Regions from separate parts of the Mus musculus genome. Here region 2 is linked to region 1. Evidence: chromatin contacts called from public capture Hi-C data. All regions are on one chromosome and are shown on one strand. The core of a region is the stretch at or near the end of the contact, and the rest is flanking DNA. Distances in the headings are between cores, read along the strand shown. Region 1 holds the start of Rpusd2 (RNA pseudouridylate synthase domain containing 2). Region 2 holds the start of Plcb2 (phospholipase C, beta 2).

Evidence for each region. Capture Hi-C pulls out chosen DNA fragments and counts their contacts.
Region 2: a capture Hi-C map of macrophages shows a contact between it and region 1, with 4 times the contacts expected there. The contact joins the promoter of Plcb2 here to the promoter of Rpusd2 in region 1. A contact is called at or near these places in 1 of 39 promoter capture datasets (neural stem cells), 2 of 115 datasets of contacts at active chromatin or transcription factors (bone marrow-derived macrophages and memory CD8 T cells) and 3 of 9 other capture datasets (adipose tissue, liver and macrophages).

Annotation. Positions count from the first base shown.
Region 1 is chr2:119,031,684-119,037,022 of GRCm38.p6, reverse strand. It overlaps Rpusd2 (RNA pseudouridylate synthase domain containing 2), which reads right to left and starts at 2,233. Exons shown (of 3, transcript NM_173450.3): 1 at 1,555-2,233; 2 at 1-105. The coding sequence starts at 2,199.
Region 2 is chr2:118,726,214-118,731,552 of GRCm38.p6, reverse strand. It overlaps Plcb2 (phospholipase C, beta 2), which reads left to right and starts at 3,115. Exons shown (of 32, transcript NM_177568.2): 1 at 3,115-3,315. The coding sequence starts at 3,232.

The sequences.
Region 1 (5,339 bases), core at 984-3,483:
CTTGTCTATAACAACCACATCGTTGTTCTCAGCTAGCAGGTGGATAGGCTCTGCTGTGACTGGTGGCTCATGTCTGTGCACTGTGTTCCGCAAGAAATCATTGTCCTGTCAAAAACATACGCAACATCAGCCTGGGACCAGCAACCTATAGATAGTCAGTCACCCCAGCTCCTCAGTTCCTTACTGACACAGAGGAACGGTCACAGTAAAGCCTTCAATAGAAAAAGAAGTGGGTGTAGTAAGATCTCATTTTGTAAAAATATACACAGGCATACAGCTAGTTTTGAAAAATATACAAAGTTGATTGAATTTCTTGGTGGTGAGAATGAGTATTTTTGCTTCTTTATATACTCTTTACAATAAAGTTGTATTTTAAGATTTTTCATTACATTCATTTATGTGTGTACATGCATAACAGCGGCACACGCAGAGACAAGAGGTTGTGAGTCTTAGTGGCAAGGACCTTTACCTACTGAACATCTCACCATCCTGACAGAAATATATTTGAAAGTAAATGTCTTTTAAATAGAGAGACAACCTCTACTAGTTACGAACAAACAACACAAGTTCAGAGCTCTAGGCTCTACACACAGATTTGATACAAGCTCACTACATACTCTTGGGCAAGTCATTTTAACGCCTCTAGGACTTGGTTTAAAAACCTATGGTTTTCAAAATCTGTATGGGGAAGGTTATTTCCAAATCCTGAAATTCTCCTTTTCTCCTTACAATCTCTGTGAGCCAGTGTTAATGATAGTAGTCTCACTGAATTTAAAAAAAAAAAAAAAAGGCTGGAGAGATGGCTCGGTGGTTAAGAGCACTGACTGTTCTTCCAGAGGTCCTGAGTTCAATTCCCAGCAACCACACGGTGGCTCCCAACTATCTGAAATGGGATCTGATGCCCTCTTCTGGTGTGTCTGAAGACAGCTGCAGTGTACTAAAATAAAATAAATAAATCAAAACAAAACACCTGCCTAGTATCTATCCCTGACTTCCTAATTCTATACACATGGGAAACGAGTTTCAGTGTTAATATGAGCGCACACTTTGGGAATCGTACTGTTGCCTTACTTTGAGGTTCAGTTTGGTCACAAAGGGGAGAAGAAGCAATGCAAACTCCCCAAAGTTGCCACTTGAGTTTAATGTTAGAGTGCACAAAACGCTTAACTTTGTTCCTGATACAGTTAAGAACACATAAATGAGGTCTCTATTATTATTTGTACAGAGATATATCATGCAGGGTAGAAAGTAGGCAGTGCCCTTGCCACAAGGCAGATATTAAAGGAACATGAGAATTTCCATTTTGTTTGTTGGAAACAAACAGCCTTGCTGGCAAGGATGATCAGGTTAAGTTCTGGAGCGTGGGAAGGCTATCTAACCTACTTGGGGCTGTGGGAAGCGGGGACTAAAAGAGCACCAAGAGAAAATGAGATTGTTTCTGAATTACCATCACTTTACTCCCATACTTATAAGGTGTGTCTGAGAAAACAAACAAACAAAAAAAATCCCAAAACCTTCCCTCCTTTTCTCAAAGCTAGTTCCATCAGACACCACCTTGAGCACGATGCTGAGGTCCTGGACTGGTTCCTCGTTGAGATGCAGGCGTCCTGCCCGGACAGCGGCCTCGTAGTAAGACAGTGGCTGGGATCGGAACTCGGTGCTGAAGACGTGCAACAAGCTGCGGCCCACCCAGCGACCTTTACAGTAGGTCTGGAAGTCAAAGTAATAGGGCCGCACCTTGCGCAGGCCGCCCTCGAAGTAGTAGGTAGTCTCTGCGAAGTGCTCATCGCTAAAGCTCACCCCGGTGCGCCGTTTCTTCGGAGGCGGCACGACCCGTTCCCCAGTGGCGCCCCTCCGCTTTTTCCTCTTGCCTGAGTCGGCGACTGGAGCTGGGGTCTGCTCTCCGTTGCTCGGGAGCTGCCCTTCGCCTCCCTGGGCCTGGTCCCCGCTCTCCGGGACCTGCTTCCCTACCGCCGCCGGCTCCAGGCGCTCCAGGAGCGGCTCTCCGCTCGTGTTGCTACCAGCATCTCCATTTGGCTGAACCAAAGCCTTCAGCCCGCCCGCTGCCTCGGCTTGCGCAGACAGTGCCTCAGTCATCGCCTTCCCACAGCTACCCCAAGTCCGGACAAAGCTGTGGGACCAGAGCGCCACCTGCCACTGCACAATGTCCCGTAGGCAGCCCGGGACACCCCGCCACATGACAGCACGGCTAGCCGCTTCAGGGTCGCAATCTGATGGCGTCACAAGGTAACAACCAATCAGGAAGATCCCAGTACAGAGGCGGGTTTGCAAGAAGGGAAAAGTGAGTTGTTTTCAGAGTTAGGTGTCTGAGGAAGTCCTTGCTTGGAGTACCCTTATGCCCAAGGTCACAGGTAGACTCATTGAAGAGATCAGATGGTATTTCCTAAAGGAAATCTTCGGGAGTGCTCCACATAAAAGACTTGAATGGAGATGATGGTACACATTTCAAATAGATAAGCGCTATTTTCCTGGGTCTGTAAAAAACGCCTAAAAGTGTACTTAAAAGAGGCAGAGCCCGCAAGGTATCGCACACCTGTAGCTCAGAAGGAGCATCAGGAGTTTCAGTTCTATGGTTATTCAAGAGTGTGTCTCAAAATAAAAGCAGACAAGCAAAAGAATAGTAATTATTATTGTTTTAAAAAACGAATACAAGGCAAACAAGCAGGAAAAAAGTACCAATCAGAATGAAAGTTGCTACAGCTATGACTGTATTAGTACCAATTTGTCTACTTTGCTTTTACTTTTGAGGGACAGTGTTGGAGAATCCTAGAGTATCAAGCACTCGTTCATTTAAGTATACCCAGTACTGCTATTGTATGACTTAAAGGCTGCATATTATAGTATGTTACATACCTTGATAAAGCTATTATTATATATATTATATATTACATATTATATATAATTGTATATGTACATATGTATTATAGACATACTCCCCAGAAGCAATTTTTTTCACACCTGCCCTTCCTGCTAACAGCATGAAAAGAACTAGAGATTGCCTATTTGACTTCCATGAACTCTTATCCAGAACCACTTGCACATTAGAACTTCAAATGGATCAAAATTTTATTGCCAAGGTCTTATGTGTGTATGTGTGTGCCAGTTGCATGCACTTGTATGTATGAGTGTGTGCAAAGGTGAGAGGTCAACCTCAGATGACCTTTCTCTGGTGCCGTCCATTTTGTTTAATGAGACAGGGCCTCTCACAAGCATGTACTGCAATGCCCACCTTTTTAATGTCGGTTCTGGGGATCGAACTGAGGTCTATGTTGCATGACAAGCACTTTACCAACTGAGCCTAGCCCTTCCTTTATCTCCCTAGCCTGCTAGGGTTCTTAAATGCAAAATGCTGAAAACTGCACTGGCTAACTTCATCAGAGCAGGGATTACTGGGAGGATGTTAGTACTTCATAGGATTCATAAAAGAGTTGAAGTATAGACTGAGGAAAGAGACCAAATCAAGGCAAGCAAGGCCTCTGAAAACTATCTGTTGCTGGAGAAGAACCCCACTTGGGATGCTGCCACTGTGAGACTTGCTGCTGTGCCAATTACTCTTTGCCCCCACAACCCTTTGTCCCTTGAAAATCACTAAATATATCAGTCTCTTTGTGATCCTATCTCAAGATCTGGAATCCTACAAGGGAGCCAAACTTCCAAGAGGGACTAAATCTGTCTTTATTTTACAGAGTGCCTGGCAATAGTCAGTAATCCCATTATTCTTCACAGTGGGATTTCTCCAAAAAATGTAAATATTTGATTGCTAGTGTCTAAAAACAGGACAAGTGTCTAGTCCAGTTCAAGTATGTGAGCATGAACTTTCTCATGGGCGTTTACTATACAAAATGTTAATGTTGGCTTAGACTATTCTTATGCATTAGCCTTCTGGAGAAGATCAAGAGATGATTTTTATCTAAATGCTTCTATATATCAAAAGTCCCACAAAGGGAGGTGGACATAGGAGGACCAGAATTGTTAGGTCATCTTTGACTAAATAGAGAGTTCAAAGTTATAAACAAAAATTTCTGGGGGGAGGATATGGGGGACTTTTGGGATAGCATTGGAAATGTAAATGAGGAAAATACCTAATTAAAAATAAAAAGGTATTCAGACAATGAAAAAAAAAAGTCTCACCAAATGAAGTGAAGGACAGAAGATGTCCGTGTGGTTTTACTACAGATCAGACTGAGATACCTGAAGCTGTAGAAATCTTTATGCTGAATGCCAGATTCCTAATTACCTGCTTTTTAAAACAGAGGTTGGATTTTACACTGGCTGTGAATACCATAGAGCAGAAGTGCTTAAAAAAGAAAACACTATCTCTTGAGCATGTTGCCTTATTAAGAAATTTACATTGAGGGCTGGTTTGCACCTTTTAACTGGAGATATGACAGAGAGAGAGAAGACAGAGAGAGAGAGAGAGACAGAGACAGAGACAGACAGAGAAAGACAAATAGAGACAAAGTTAGGGAGAGAAAAAGAAGAAACTTACAACGAGGGTAGCATTTTATCCAGAGAAACTTATACATCAGCAGGGTTTCTGCTTCATAGAGTTTGTACAAACTCAGCTTGACCTAATCACAGACACCATGAGTCATAACCACGATTGCCCCTGAGAAACGTCAGTTGATTTTTGCCACATAGTTTCCTAGTAAGTGTACGTAGACCAGGCCATATGTGGAGCTTTGTAACTAGATCCCAGTGCAGTCAATGTCAGATGACATTGATATTGAGTTAGGCAAACCAGGTATTTTCTACCTGGAAAGCACTTTTGCTGTGTACCAGAATATACATTTTTTTGGCTGAAATTACAGGTATCCACTGGCCTTATTGCCAGAAAGGACCACACTTGCACCCCCAAGTTCCTAATAAATTGCATTGTATACAATCTGAGGTCTTTCTGCCTCTTTCTCTCTTCAGTCTCATGTGACCTGGAGCCCATTTTTCACACTGGACTGTTCTTGAACAGAGCTGATATAATTAATAAATTAATTCAATTAAAGCACATATTATAGTGCTTAGTAAAGTTGCTGGATGTAAAAACAAGTCAAAAATCTTATTTCCTGACTCTTCTTGACTTTTGAATGGAAGTTTGCTCTCCAGCCAGGTTGTCAGTGGTTTGTCTGCCCGGCTTGAGAAGCACTAACATACACGTTTACTGTGTACTTTGTGGGCATCAAGCATCTTCTGAGCTCATTTAAAATTTTAAAATATCATTGAGTTTTTGTGGTATTGGAGGTTAAACCCAGGGCCTTGCACATACTGGGCAAATGCTCTCCCACTAAGCTAGACCCCCGGATCCTGTCTCCCTCTTTTGAGTA
Region 2 (5,339 bases), core at 1,866-4,365, 310 kb after region 1:
TTACAGATGCAGAACCTATGGGTTCAGAGGCTAACTCACTGAGAAGGAGTAAGAAAGGGACAGACATAGTGGTACATGCCTGTGCTTCCAGCACTGGAGAAGCTGAAGTGGGAGGGGGTGTCCTAGGTCAGGCTGGGAGCATGGGAAGTTGGGACCTAACCTTGGGAGGCAGCTGGTGAGCATAAGCTCTGTCCCCAAAGCTCCCACATGATACTGCTGTCTCAGTATCGCAAATGGAATATCTACCAGCATCCTCCTAGAGTGGCTGCTTCCCCTGGGCCCATCCCTTTCCCTTGCAAGCTCAGGGACATCCCTATGAGGTACCTGTATAGTGAGGTATTCCCACTATACAGGTGAGAAAGATGAGGTGCTTTAAAAGGTGAGCATCACCAGATAGACTTACTCAGTAATTGGCTGGGTTCATAGAACAGTGTGTGGAAAACAGGCTTCAGAGGATGCCACAACGGATCCCTCTCCATGACAGGAGCAAAGTAGCCATTGCCCCCAACCCAATACACAAGGTGCCTCCCTGTTCCTGAATCCCACTGCATCAGGTGAGAAAATTATCCACCTGGCCAGTAATTCTGGCACCTGAAGATAAGAGTTTAGCTTCCACCCCTGAACTTCTCTGGTGAGCAGATTGGAAACCCAGTCACCCCATGAGTCCAGTGCCACCAGTGAGCTGGGCGAGCTGGGATTGGGACTGGGACCTCCTCCCCTCTGCACCCCTGCAGAGACAGCTGTTGAGTGTAAGCTCCCTCCCTGCCTGCAGCCCACAGCTCCCACCTGTCAAGCGCAGTGACACAGATCTACCAGCGACTTCCTGGAGTGGCTGATTCAGGAGTCTGCCTCTTTCCCTATCAGGCTCAGCTTTCCCATGAGCCCAGCAGGGGGCATCCTTGCCCTTCCACTCTCCACCCTGGGGGGTTAGATTGGCCTCCCGCCAAGGGGAAGCCTTCCAATCCACAAGGCCCAAGAGTCAGTCCAAGGCTAACTTCCCAAATGTATTCCTGAGACTTCTTCTCTTCCTTCAGCCACGACCACTCTACTATTATTGACATTACGGTTTTTTTTTTCTTCCTTTGTCAACTTAATATTTTTAAAACTTGAACTCCAGCGTTCTAACAATCTTCCAGCTTGTCCCCCAAAGAGCTGTGACTACAGACGTGTTTTGCCATGCTGGGCAATGTATATATATTTTTAAAAGAGGAAACCCCTCTTCAGTAAAGGTCTTTCAAATAGCTTGCTGCTCTTTTGGCTGGCATCCAGATTTAGCAGGTGAGCGCCACTGATGTTACTACAGTCAGGAATCCCAGAGCCTGTCCAGGGGATGCCATCAATGGGTATGGATATAAAGTTTCTCTTCTGTGGGCTTAGGGCCAGAGATGGAAGGTGCAAAGAACCCAGAATTCTTTGAAGGAGGAACAGAGACACCCCTCCTCCCTTCTAGGCTTTCTTCCAGGCCTATGGCTGCAGGCAAGACAGGAAGGAGGAACTTGGAAATGGGGACTAGCTCCGTGCAGGTGACAGGTGTAGGCTTTGGGAAGGGGCAGGGATTTCCCTTGCAAAATTCATTCAAACAGACAGGAAACCTGATCCCACAGAGACAGCCAGATGTGCAGGGGCTCCCAGGAGTCTCCCAGGGAGATCCAAGGCTGAAGGCAGGGCTTGAGGAGAGACACTGAGGGAGGGGTTGGAACACCTGTCACCTGCAGGAGTTTGGGAGCCGGTTTCCAGGCCGTTCATTCAGATCTGGTCTTAGAATTGCTTTTCTGGGGACAATTAATTTCTAAGCTAGCTTTCTTTGAGAAGTTCACTACTTTTATTGGGGGTGGGGTGGGAGGTGGGCAGGCTCTCTTGTAGCCTAGTCTTGAACTCCTGACCCCATCCCTCTAGTGCCAGAGACCCACAGTTTACCTTTTGATTCTCACTAACCCTAACTAACCTGTTCATCTAAACCTGTTCTCTCTTGCCCGCCCCTACTCTCATGCACTGGCTCCTAGCCAGTAGTTCCAGGGCCTGGAGAGGGTAGTTCACAGTTGTCAGGGGTGGCACACAGACCCCTGATGGGACCTGTTGCAGAAGGCCAGGGCCTCAGAGGGGAAGGAAATCATGGGTTAAGCTTCTAGCCTCCCCAACGGTGCTAAGCCATTTGATAAGAGTGCATTATTAGGTAAGAGGAAGTGACTGGGGCCTGAGCTGGGCTGGAACTGAGCCTCTGGGATAGATATGGACGATGTAAGGATCACAACACCTAGAACCGAACTGGGTTAGAGTGGGCTAAACCCTGAACAGGGGGCTAGAGCAGGCTCTGGTCTGCCTCTCAGAACCTCTCTCCTCCAGGATCTGTGTGTGAGGCAACACAGTGCATGAAGGAACACTCCAGTGCTGGCGGCAGCAAAGGGCCTCTTAGGCTGTGAGGCAGCTGCTGGGCAGTGGAGTTTTTAGGTATTCATTGAAAGGTTCAAAGATGCAGAGAAGTGTCATGGGTGAGAGGCATACTGCCTCACCTGGCTCTCATTTTCATGGGGAGGAAGCACTGAGAAAGAGGAGCTGGGTGTCCGAGAGACTTTGCTTATTCAAAACACTCAGTGCCAGCTGGGACCCGGCCCATCCCTGACTCCCACTTCCAGATCCCGCCCTCTGAGGACAGAACCCCTGCTCTGTGGAGGACCCTTTTCCTAAAGAACTGTTTGTGTTCTTGCCTCAGCCCAAGGCTCAGGAATGGTATCTCCCACCCCCCTCCATGATATATCACTTTCTTCCATTGGCGGGGGGGGGGGGTGTGTAAATCTGAGTAAAGCCTGTCTTTGTAACGGGGTCCTGGCCCCAACATTTCTAGATCTCATAGCCCGCCCCTCAGTTCACAGCAGCCCAGAGAAGGAAGCCCAGAGCAGGAAGTGCTGAGGCAGGGGGTGGGGGAGGAACTCCCAGGAGGGGAGCTCAGCCCCCTTGGGCAAAACAGCTACTGCAGCCCCCGGCTTCAGGAGGAGGAGGAGGAGGAGGCTGATTTACAAGGCAGATCAACTGGGCCCTGGCCTGAAGCTCTGAGTCCTGCATCCAGCTACTGCCACCCCGCAGGCTATAAGAGCACCCGACTTCCGGACCAGTACTGGGCGGGTGCCATGTGAGCCTAGCCTAAGCTTCCTCTCCTGTTCACCCTTCTTCCTTCTCTTCTCCTGTCCCCTGGAGAGGTTTGCCCAACCTCTCCAAAGAGGGACACTTGACATCATGTCTTTGCTCAACCCTGTTCTATTGCCCCCTAACGTGAAGGCATATCTGAGCCAAGGGGAGCGCTTCATCAAGTGGGACGATGTGAGTAGGGTTCGCCTCCCCCCCCTCAAATCCCCAGCCCCCGGGACGGTGGGGGCTGGGCTGCTTGGGAGCTTTGCAGAACGGAGGGTTGGTTTATGTCTTCCCAGCACCCAGGCGCCTATGTGTCTGTCACAACAGTCTATCTAGATAAACAAGTCTGGGGTGAGGGTGGGTGCTCCTGGCTGCTGTAGGGAAGGAAGCCTCTGTGTTTGGGAATAAGAGAGGGGGCTATGTGTGTTTGTGTGTGTGTGTGGGGGGGAGTCAGAGTCAGAAATCTTTGGACCTGATTTGCCCTTTTCAAATCCCCGAAGATGATAAAGGTTTGTTTCTAGTAACTTCAGTGTTGGTAGGGGGAATGCATGTCCCTCTCCTCCCACCTCAGCTGAGATCAGGAAGAGAGGTCAGTCAGGTCCTCTTCCCAGCACGGACACCCCAAATTTGCTCTGGCAGGAGGCCCATAACCAGCTGCACCATCCCAGTGTGCAGAACAAACTGTGTCCTGTCCCAGGGAAGCCATATTCTATCTCAAGCTACTACTGTGGCAAGAGTTACAAAAGGGCCGTGGATCCAGTTGAAAACGGGAGGCTCAAAGACTGGGGTCTGAGAAGGAACTTACTGACTTCTGCTTCCCCCATGGTGGCTCAGCTCAGCTCAGCCTTCTATTACCTGCCAACCTGTCATCCGGCCGGGGAGGGAAGACCATCTGCACCCCAGCCCAGAGTCTGCGCCTTCCTAACTCGTCTCTGGTCCTTCTGGGCTGAAGACACAGCCACTAACCATAGAATCTTTTGGTCTAAGAAGAATAAAATGAGAACTGTCACTCAGAGAGGGATAGGCCTCCTTAAGAGTGCTCTAGCCTGGCCTCAGGAAGGCCTGATGTTCTCAACAGCGCATGACATTTAGGAGGTCACCTACAATTACTTCAGCTCCCTGGATTGGCTAGTCTAGTTTCTCTATGAACTGAGGGGAGTCTGAAGCTAGACCCTTCAGGGCTTTGTTACGTTAAGGCATCTGGCTGTCAAAACTGTGGGGATGGGGCCCTGGCATGAAATGCTTTCTGTTTCTCTAGAAGTTGGTCTCTAGAAGTTTTGGTTGGTGTGGCATGGTGGTGGCATGCTGGTGACATGGTGGTGATGTGGCGTGTCTCAGAGTCTATGGAAGGAGGAAAATGACTCACAATGAAAAGTGAAGTGACTCTCTCAGTTCCTCTGGGAAGCCTGTATAACCTGAGGGGGGCTGTAGGTCATCAGGGATAAGGCATGTGATTCTTTCTCCAACCTGTGTGTCTGGTTGACCAATTCCCTTCCCCAACCCAGAGTGCTGTGTGGTCCCTGAACTCTGACTTGCATGAGCAAGAATGTCCCAAGCCCAGGCATGGGACACATGACCTATGAACCAGGTTTTGCTCTTGGATAGCTTTGGCACAGTTAGTAGATATATGGCTCTATATTGATAACTGTAGTAGAAAGGATAGAACCAAACCTGACTCTGTCTAGTCTCCCACAGCCCCTTCAGAACGTACTTAGAGGGGAAACCTTTCCTGGCTATAGAAAGAAACTCAGCAAGCTCTCAGACATGACCTTCACCCTTAGGCAATAGTCCAGGGGTCCCCACAACGCCCAGTCCTTTTCTAGGAACACATTAGAAGTGAAGCTCTAACCGTGCTTTGGCTTGCATTTTGCCCTTCTCCTTCCAGGATGAGGTGGGGGCAACTGCAGGCTTCCTGGAAAGGGGGGTCCTCCGTTCTTTCTCTTCCAGGGCTTCCTACGTGGGGCGCAAGGAAGAATGAGAGTTCTTTCTTGAATATATGCTGTCGACTGCTGGCTTGGAGTTTCTAAGCCTGACAGAACTTGACACTTATTCTTTCTCTGGTGACCTTTTTGATGATTTGGGGAGACCCTCCTCCATGTATTGGGGCTGGCTTGCTTGAAATCTCCCAATACCTCTCTATTCAGGGACTCACTCACGATTGTTTTCAGCTCCCTCTCACTGGTTTCCTCCCTGCAGCTCTGGGCCTTTTCTGC